Regions from separate parts of the Hordeum vulgare genome. Here region 1 is linked to region 2. Evidence: chromatin contacts called from public Hi-C data. All regions are on one chromosome and are shown on one strand. Each heading gives the region's core, a stretch centred on a gene start, on an enhancer-like site or on the middle of the called end of the contact. The rest is flanking DNA. Distances are from core to core; before and after follow the strand shown. Region 1 holds the start of LOC123444814 (putative UDP-rhamnose:rhamnosyltransferase 1). Region 2 holds the start of LOC123444813 (protein EARLY RESPONSIVE TO DEHYDRATION 15-like).

Region 1 (3,899 bases), core at 1,048-3,547, 390 kb before region 2:
TCATACTGTACTTCCATATCTGCTGTTGAAGTTCCACTTGATGCGTTCATAGCATTTACTGATTTCCATTATGCAACAGAGGGTTGGTTAGTATAGTACTTTTTGGTTGATATATTACCGCACATGTGGTTTTAGAAAGTTTTGACATGTGAAGCAAACACGCTTTGTCGCAGGAGCTCGAGCAAGGATATTTTGTGCAGAAGCATGCCATGATAGTCTCTAAAAACATAAAGCTTTTGATGCATGGGGCTAAAGACAGCAAGCTATTGAAATATAAACATTCGACGACAATGCCGATGGTGTCACTTGGTAAGAAGGATGCCGTGGCGCAGCTATCCCTCGCCACGGTACTAGGGCACCTTCCTGCGATGTGGAAATCCCGGGACTTGTTCGTGCACAGAACAAGGAATCTGCTGGGGCTTCCACGGTGAAAGGTAAATTTTATCCTCGCCCTTACGATGTTTTTTCAACCTATTTGGTGGACTCGGACGTCGGTGAGCGACGATGATCTGGTGGATTTTGGTGCAGTGTGACAGACAGTTTTGGCTGAAAGGGCGGGCTCGGTTATGTGCTGCTAATTTGACCTTCTGGTTGTACACACACCCTTGTTGAATTTTCTTGTCAAAAGGCAATTTTGGCTGATAATTTAGCACGGCTTGTTGGGTTTTAAATTTGTAATGGCAATCGCTTTTGGAAATCACATGTAGCATGTTTCACTTCACTGAAAGATAGTTGATGATATTTGAAAGTTTCAGTCCTGTCCTTGGTTCTTTTTGCTGTGGTCCGACAGGTGCATGAGAAACTCTCTCACGCACTGATCATTCACCTCGTCGTCCCCGAACACTTTGGCCAGCTCCTTCACCTTGGCCCCGAACCCCTCGCCTTCGTCTTCCACCATGACCCTCCTCAGAGCCGCCGCGATGTCGCCGGCCGCGAACGATCCGTCCTGCTCGTCCCGCGCCACCTCCACGCCGATATTCTTGTCCACTATGTTCCTGGCGTTGAGGCCCTGCTCGAACACCAGCGGCAGCAGCACCAGCCTCACGCCGTGCGCCAGGCCCTCGGCGATCGAGTTCCAGCCGGCGTGCGTCAGGAACCCCCCGACTGATGCATGGGCCAGGAACTTCACCTGCGGCACCCAGCCTCGGCACACGACTCCCCGGCCGGCGAGCCGCTCCTCGAAGCCCTCGGGCAAGCCGCCGGAGGCTGCGCCGGTCTCGGTCGACGTCGGTGCCCTGAATGCCCAGATGAAGGGCAGCCCGGACGCCTCCAGGCCGAGAGCTATACGTTGCAGCTGCGCGCCCGTCAGCTTCACCTCGCTGCCGAAGGCCGCGTACACGACGGAGCTTGGCGCCTGTCCGTCCAGCCAGCGCAGCGTCGCCTCGTGGCCGGCGACGTCGTCCTGCGGCGCCGGAGGGAACAGGCCCACCGGGATCACTGGCTTCCGGTAGAGCTCGCCGAGCAGCCGCAGCCACTCCGGCTCGAACTCCGAGCTGCTCCTGATGCCCACGAGCTGGCACCCTTCGATGGTCTTGGCGAACCGGTAGCCCTCCGACACGCCGGAGTCGTCCGGGACCATGCCCGGCTCGAACAGCTCGCGCGCCTCGTAGCCACGGTACGCGACGGTGGTCGGAAACGGGACGTACTCGGGGACGACCGTCAAGTGCGCCGGCTCCGTCTTGGCGTGCCTCCCGATGCCGAGGAGCGTCTCAGGGGTCCCGAAGAAGCTGAGCGCCGCGGCGCCGAACAGGCTGAGGAACGCGCACGGCACGCCGTGCCTCGCCGCGGCCGTGGGCGCCCAGTACGACGCGTAGTCGACGAGGACCCAGTCCGGCTTCGCCTCCTCCTGGAGCAGCCGCGAGAGCTCGCGCTCGAAGGCGGCGTCGAAGGCGCGGCGCAGGCACGGTCGGAGGTGGTCGGAGGGCAGGTCGATGGTCGCCTCGGCGTGCTCCGGCAGGCCGTCGACGCGCGGCAGCGGGACGTGCACGACGCGGATGAGGCCGGCGAGGCCCGGCGGGATGTCGATCAGCCGGCGGGTGTTCCTCGGCGCGGACAGGAGGGTGACCCGGTGGCCCTGCCGGGCCACGCGCTTGGCGAACTCCGTGAAGGGGAGCACGTGGCCGAAGGCCAGCCATGGCAGCATCACGACGTGCATCTTGCCGCCGTCGTTGGCCTCCATCTCAGGTGTCAGGAAATTAAGCTTTGGAAATGGATGGCAGGATTTCCCAACCGCGAGATGCTTTCCTTGGAGTTCGCAGATTTGCGGGCCATCGGGTGGTCAAATATGGCGGGAATGAACATATAAAACAGGAACCGGATCAATCAGTCAGTGTTTTTATCTTTTGGGAAAGTCAATCAGTCAGCGCTAGCTGCGTCAGGGGTGATGTTTCGTCGGCGTGCCGCCATTCGCCGTACTTGGTCGATGTGACATGATGGATTAGTGTACTGGCCTAATTCAGATAAATCTGCCTGACATGACGATGACGGCCATGACGGCGACGTGGAGTGTGCAAGTGCAGGCTACTAAGAGCATCTCCATCCAGCTGTTCGGCCCAGCCGTCGATTTCGGCTTCTTTTTGTGTAAATTGGTTCATTTTCGGGGCAATTTGGCCCATTTTTAGCCTATATTCAACATGCTTCGGTACAAATTGAACAACAATAATTATTTTCTTATCATAACAAAAATCAATACAAATAAAAATAATCCAACAACTCGATACAAATTAAAATAGTCCAACAAAAAAAACTCATATTCATCACACATCGAGATAGACATTGTCCTTAAGCCTTCATAGGTACTCCATCAAATCGTCCTGCAGTTGTTGTTTCACTTGTGGGTCTCGGATCTTTTGACGCATGTTGAGGAAGACAGTCCAGGTTGTCGGTATCTGGTGATCAACTCGGGCAAGAGGACCCTGCGTGTAATATGGTTCAGTGTCAAACACTGGCTCCTCATGCTCGCTCTCAATGATCATGTTGTGCAAGACGACACAACAAGTCATGACTTTCCACATTTGATCTTTCGATCAGGTCTGAGTGGGGTAATGGACAACAACAAAACGAGATTGAAGCATACCAAATGCTCGCTCGACATCCTTCCTGCAAGCTTCTTGGCGCTTGGCAAAGTAGGGGTTCTTGCCTCCTGGTGCGGGATTTGAGATAGTCTTCATAAATGGGGACCATCTCGGATAGATGTCATCTGCTAGGTAGTATCCCTTGTTGTAGTGGTGCCCATTAACCTCGTAGTTAACCGGAGGAGCATGACCTTGAACAAGCTTGGCAAAGACATTCGAGCACTGCAGTACGTTGATGTCATTATTGTTAGAGTTATAATATAAGTCATGTACCCTTTTGTATTTATCCCGATATATAAGGGGTTTCCTGCATATAGTCCACCACATGTACATGTATATATACTGGCCTATGGCCTCATGAGAATACAAGTTGCATATTTCCTAACATGGTATTAGAGCCTAGGTTTTTTTTCGCACGCGCAACTCGTGCTCTTTCCGATCCAATCTTCTAACACAACTATCGGCGCAGTTTCTCCTCCCGTGGCTGCTTTGGTCTCGCTGGATCTCGTCGCCAGGATCCTCCCGCCGCGAGGACGCTCGATCTCGCGCCTTCCCGCCGATCCAGTCGCTCACGCGAGTCCCTGCCCGATTCGATCGTCAAAGCTCGCCCCGATCCCGTCGCCCGCGCAGCCCCCCCGATCTAGTCGCCCCTCCAGTCAACCGCCCCGATCCAGTCGCCCGCTCGTGAATCTCCTCCCTGCTCGCGCCTGATTTCACTGGTGGTGGTTTGCTGTTCCATCAACAGCCTCACGGGCCGCCGGATCGAGGCGATCTCCAGGTTGCCAGTCGACCCCCCTCCTGCCAGCCGTCGCCCCGATCCCGTCT
Region 2 (4,336 bases), core at 899-3,398:
AACGAAGATTGATATATAGGATGACCTCATTTGATTACCGGAAGGTTTTCGGAGTTACTGGGAATGTACCGGGAATGACGAATGGGTTCCGGGAGTTCACCGGGGGGGCAACCCACCCCGGGGAAGCCCATAGGCCTTGAGGGTGGCACACCAGCCCTTAGTGGGCTGGTGGGACAGCCCAAAAGGCTCTATGCGCCAAGGAGAAGAAAATCAAGAGAGAAAGAAAAAAAAAAGGAGGAGGTGGGAAGGAAGGGGGACTCCCTCCCACCAAACCTAGTCCAACTCGGTTTGGGGGGGGGAGAGTCCTCCCCCTTGGACTCGGCCGACCCCCTTGGGGCTCCTTGAGCCCCAAGGCAAGGTCCCCTCCCTCCCACCTATATATACGGAGGTTTTAGGGCTGATTTGAGACGACTTTTCCACGGCAGCCCGACCACATACCTCCACGGTTTTTCCTCTAGATCGCGTTTCTGCGGAGCTCGGGCGGAGCCCTGCTGAGACAAGGTCATCACCAACCTCCGGAGCGCCGTCACGCTGCCGGAGAACTCTTCTACCTCTCCGTCTCTCTTGCTGGATCAAGAAGGCCGAGATCATCGTCGAGCTGTACGTGTGCTGAACGCGGAGGTGCCGTCCGTTCGGTACTAGATCGTGGGACTGATCGCGGGATTGTTCGCGGGGCGGATCGAGGGATGTGAGGACGTTCCACTACATCAACCGCGTTCACTAACGCTTCTGTTGTACGATCTACAAGGGTACGTAGATCACTCATCCCCTCTCGTAGATGGACATCACCATGATAGGTCTTCGTGCGCGTAGGAAAATTTTTGTTTCCCATGCGACGTTCCCCAACAATTTTCAATGCTCACCTTGAAGTATGGATACCATCTTGGGCTTCCTCAAATCTTGGGTGGAGTCCGGCCAGATGGTCTCCTAATCATCTCTCCTCTAAGCTCCCCAACAACAAAAAGCACCTACTTGAAGTACCTAGAGATGGTCTCCATTGATCTCCTGAAAGTGTTATGAATGACCCTGAACCTTTATTTATGGCCAACAACATGGAGGAACATTGCCACTTGCTCTTCCACACAAGTGTTGATGTTATCTTGTAGCAGCCCCCTGATCCTGAAGGTCTCGACAAGCCTGGCAAATGGTGCTCTTTTCATTCGAAGCATCCAGAGAGCCTCGACGTCATTGCCGTTGCAGATGTAGTTCAGATTTTGGATCCTCTCTTGATCCCGGATAAACATTGGACCATAGCGGATCAAAGGTCTCCCAACACGACGAACAACTCTCTGGTGCATGAACATGACCCATGCCTCAATCACACTTATCAGTGTTGCTGCCTGAAATATCAGACTCATCCGTGCGTCCATAACCTAGTCGACATCGATGGTTCGTTCAGTGGGAAATCGATCTTACACCTTGCCTAACGACCTAACCACCGACCTAACAAAGGAGGGAGGGGGTGTTGCTTACCGACATCGGAGACGAGGACGACGTAGGGGGGGGGCATGGCCAACAGCAAGGGGAGCACCAGATCCGTCGCAAACGTCGGTGCCTTTTCCGCCGCCGCCGCCTCTAGCGCATATCTGAAATCGCAGTCGCCGCCGGTGGTGAGGCAGTAGGGAAGAAAGTGGTTATGGGTGAGCGGATAGAAAGAGGGGTGAGGCTAATTTGGCGCCGGGATGGCGTGCCAGATTTCCCATCTCGTGCCATCCCCCTCGCCCTCGCGTCGCACCCGCCCGTGCGACCTCACGCCGCTCAGCCTGGCTCGCGAGAAACTGTCGATCCGAACGTTTCCAGCGAGCCATGCTTTGAGAAGCGTGCGATGCAGACATAACAGTGAAACCAGGAAATCAAACAAGCATCTTCCTTCCTGTGCGGATCTGGTTAAGCTCGATGCGGGAACCAAACACGTCCTAAATATCTCATATACTCCCTTCGTAAATTAATATAAAAACGTTTAGATCATTACTTTGATACGGTATGGCGCACGGAAATAATGCGATCCTTGGGGTTGGGGACCAGCACGGCCGATAGGAAAACAGCGTGCCATACCCATCGCATCCCGTGGTAATAGCCACCGCAACGGATAAGAACGCCACAACGGATAAGACCGGCCAGCCAAGAGAAAAGATCCAAGAAGCGCACTATAATATCGTGATCACCCCACGCCGTACCTGTCTGTCACCGTCCATTCCCATCCCATCCCATCCCACTCCACCAGTCCACACCGCAGCAGCACTCCAGTGAGCTCGAAACCGAGAGGGCAAGAAGAGGAGGAACCGATACAGCACTACAGGCAACCATGGAGGTGGTGACCGGCAGCAACGGCGGGAGGCTGAACCCGTGGGCGGAGCCCTTCGTGCCGGGGAGCTGGTGCCGCCCCGCCCCCGTGGAGGCTGCGGCGTCGGCGGAGGTCGAGGACTTCTCCCCCGAGTGGTGGCGCCTCGTCGCCTCCTCGCCGTCCTTCCGCGACAGCTGGCTCCGCGACTACGGCGACATGGGTCTTCTGGACGCCGACGAGTGCCCGGACGACGGCGACGCCTTCTTCCCTCCTCCGGCGCTGCCGCGCAACGGTACGTGACCAGACCGGCCCAGATCTACTACTTCTCTGCACCCTTTTCTTCACGGTTGTTGGCCTTGTTGTTAAACCTGCCACCGTGGTTCTCAGCAGAGGGAGAGGGGAGGAAGGAAGAAGCCGCCGTCAAGAAGAGTGGGGGCGAGGTGGCGCCCTGGGGGATCGAGAAGTGGTGGCGGGCGCACGTCGCCTCGCCGCCGGAGGTCCCGAAGTACGCGGAGAAGGCGCCTGCTAAGGTCCTCGGCGGCGGCGGCAGGTTCAGCCCCCGCACCATCCAGCAGCCTCGCTAAGGGACCGGCGAATCTCGTCGCTCCGTGTCCATCCACCGAGATCTTGGCATAAATGAGGAAAATATACTAGAAAAAAATAGTAATCCTAGTTGTTCTGCGAGCTCTCCTGCTCCGGATAATCTTGTTGTGTCGTTGTAGTTTGAGTTTTCAGCCAAAGATCGGGCGAAGGTCAATTGCGCTGCGTATGTACAGTTGTCTGTAAATGGTGTAGTCTGTAATAAGATGCAGTGATACAATGGCTATTCAGTGCAAATGGTTCTCCATTTTTCGTCGCCTCATCTTTGGCGCTGTGATCTTTTAAACGTTGAAAGATGGATCATGAACCACAATGCTGCGTATACATTTCTGATGGAGAAAAGCAGAGATTCAACTTTGCAATCCAGAATGACTAAACTGAATTACTACACTACTTGTGATAAGAACTAGCTAAAGAGTGTTATACTACTACTGCTATATTCACACTTGTTACGGAGTAAAATCTGCACACTTGAAAGAAGAGTGGGTACGCTGCTCAATCAATCTTCGCTATACATTCCAGTTCCTTCTATGTACTTTTGCATTGAGCCACAGCTTCCCTCGGTTAGAGCTGCTATGTACCTCCTCTTGGACAGTCATTCTTTTTACCTATCACAGCTTCCCTCGGCAGTTTTCAGCACCACAGAAACATTCCGTCTGTGGACCAAAATGTTGTTCGAAGCTACAAGATGGACCAAAAACAAAAATAGAAAAAACTGAGATGATAGAGTACATCATAAAACATCTATCGTGAGGTAACTAGAGCATCTCTTCTGTGTATTTGCAACACTAATTTTCCAAGTGAAGCAATATATGGAGGGAAAAAAATTAGTGCTTCCGCAATGCTAAATATTTTACTCAGGTTCAGTGCTATATGTCAAAGATAAATCCAGAATCCAGGGCGGTTAATCTGTCTGTCATTTACCATTTCACACTAAACTATGCCTGAGTACGATCGTGATTATGTCTCAACCCTAAGCTTGTTTTCAACAAGTAATCAACCATTATTGTGTTAAGAAATACTCCCTCCGTCCTATAATATATCCTATAATATAAGAATGTTTTCGAAGCTGTTTTAGCTTCAAAAACGTTCTTATATTATGGGACGGAGGGAGTAAACAACAACAAAGCCTTTTGTCCCAAACAAGTTGGGGTAGACTATATTGTGTTACGAAATTCTGTAAAAAAGACAAGAACTTAAAACTATAATAACAATTATGACTTGATGCCTCTGGAGAATTAATATCAATATACAGTGGCGGTGCCACATGCAAATCGCCGATATGTTCTTATATTGCATCAGAATACTTTAAGTTTGAAAGATTTCAGGAAGGTTGAAAATTGACACCGTGGAGTATTGTATCTAGCATCACCACTGCTGACATATCCTTTCCAGGTAAACCTAGTATTATCACTAGGATTTTATTTTTATTTATCTATGGTGTCAGTTTGT

The links. A called contact is a pair of places that touch in the nucleus more often than the background predicts.
Region 1: a Hi-C map of seedling shows a contact between it and region 2, with 4 times the contacts expected there. The contact joins the promoter of LOC123444814 here to the promoter of LOC123444813 in region 2. A contact is called at or near these places in 3 of 6 Hi-C or Micro-C datasets (leaf and seedling) and 1 of 1 datasets of contacts at active chromatin or transcription factors (embryo).

The regions. Positions count from the first base shown.
Region 1 is chr3H:539,537,261-539,541,159 of MorexV3_pseudomolecules_assembly, reverse strand. It overlaps LOC123444814 (putative UDP-rhamnose:rhamnosyltransferase 1), which reads right to left and starts at 2,297. Exons shown (of 1, transcript XM_045121665.1): 1 at 718-2,297. The coding sequence starts at 2,179. The coding sequence ends at 752. LOC123444815 (ferroptosis suppressor protein 1-like) reads left to right here. Exons shown (of 5, transcript XM_045121667.1): 4 at 174-434; 5 at 529-770. The coding sequence ends at 431.
Region 2 is chr3H:539,145,909-539,150,244 of MorexV3_pseudomolecules_assembly, reverse strand. It overlaps LOC123444813 (protein EARLY RESPONSIVE TO DEHYDRATION 15-like), which reads left to right and starts at 2,148. Exons shown (of 2, transcript XM_045121664.1): 1 at 2,148-2,576; 2 at 2,675-3,121. The coding sequence starts at 2,306. The coding sequence ends at 2,868. It overlaps LOC123444812 (histone-lysine N-methyltransferase ASHR3-like), which reads right to left. Exons shown (of 8, transcript XM_045121660.1): 8 at 2,954-3,565. The coding sequence ends at 3,496.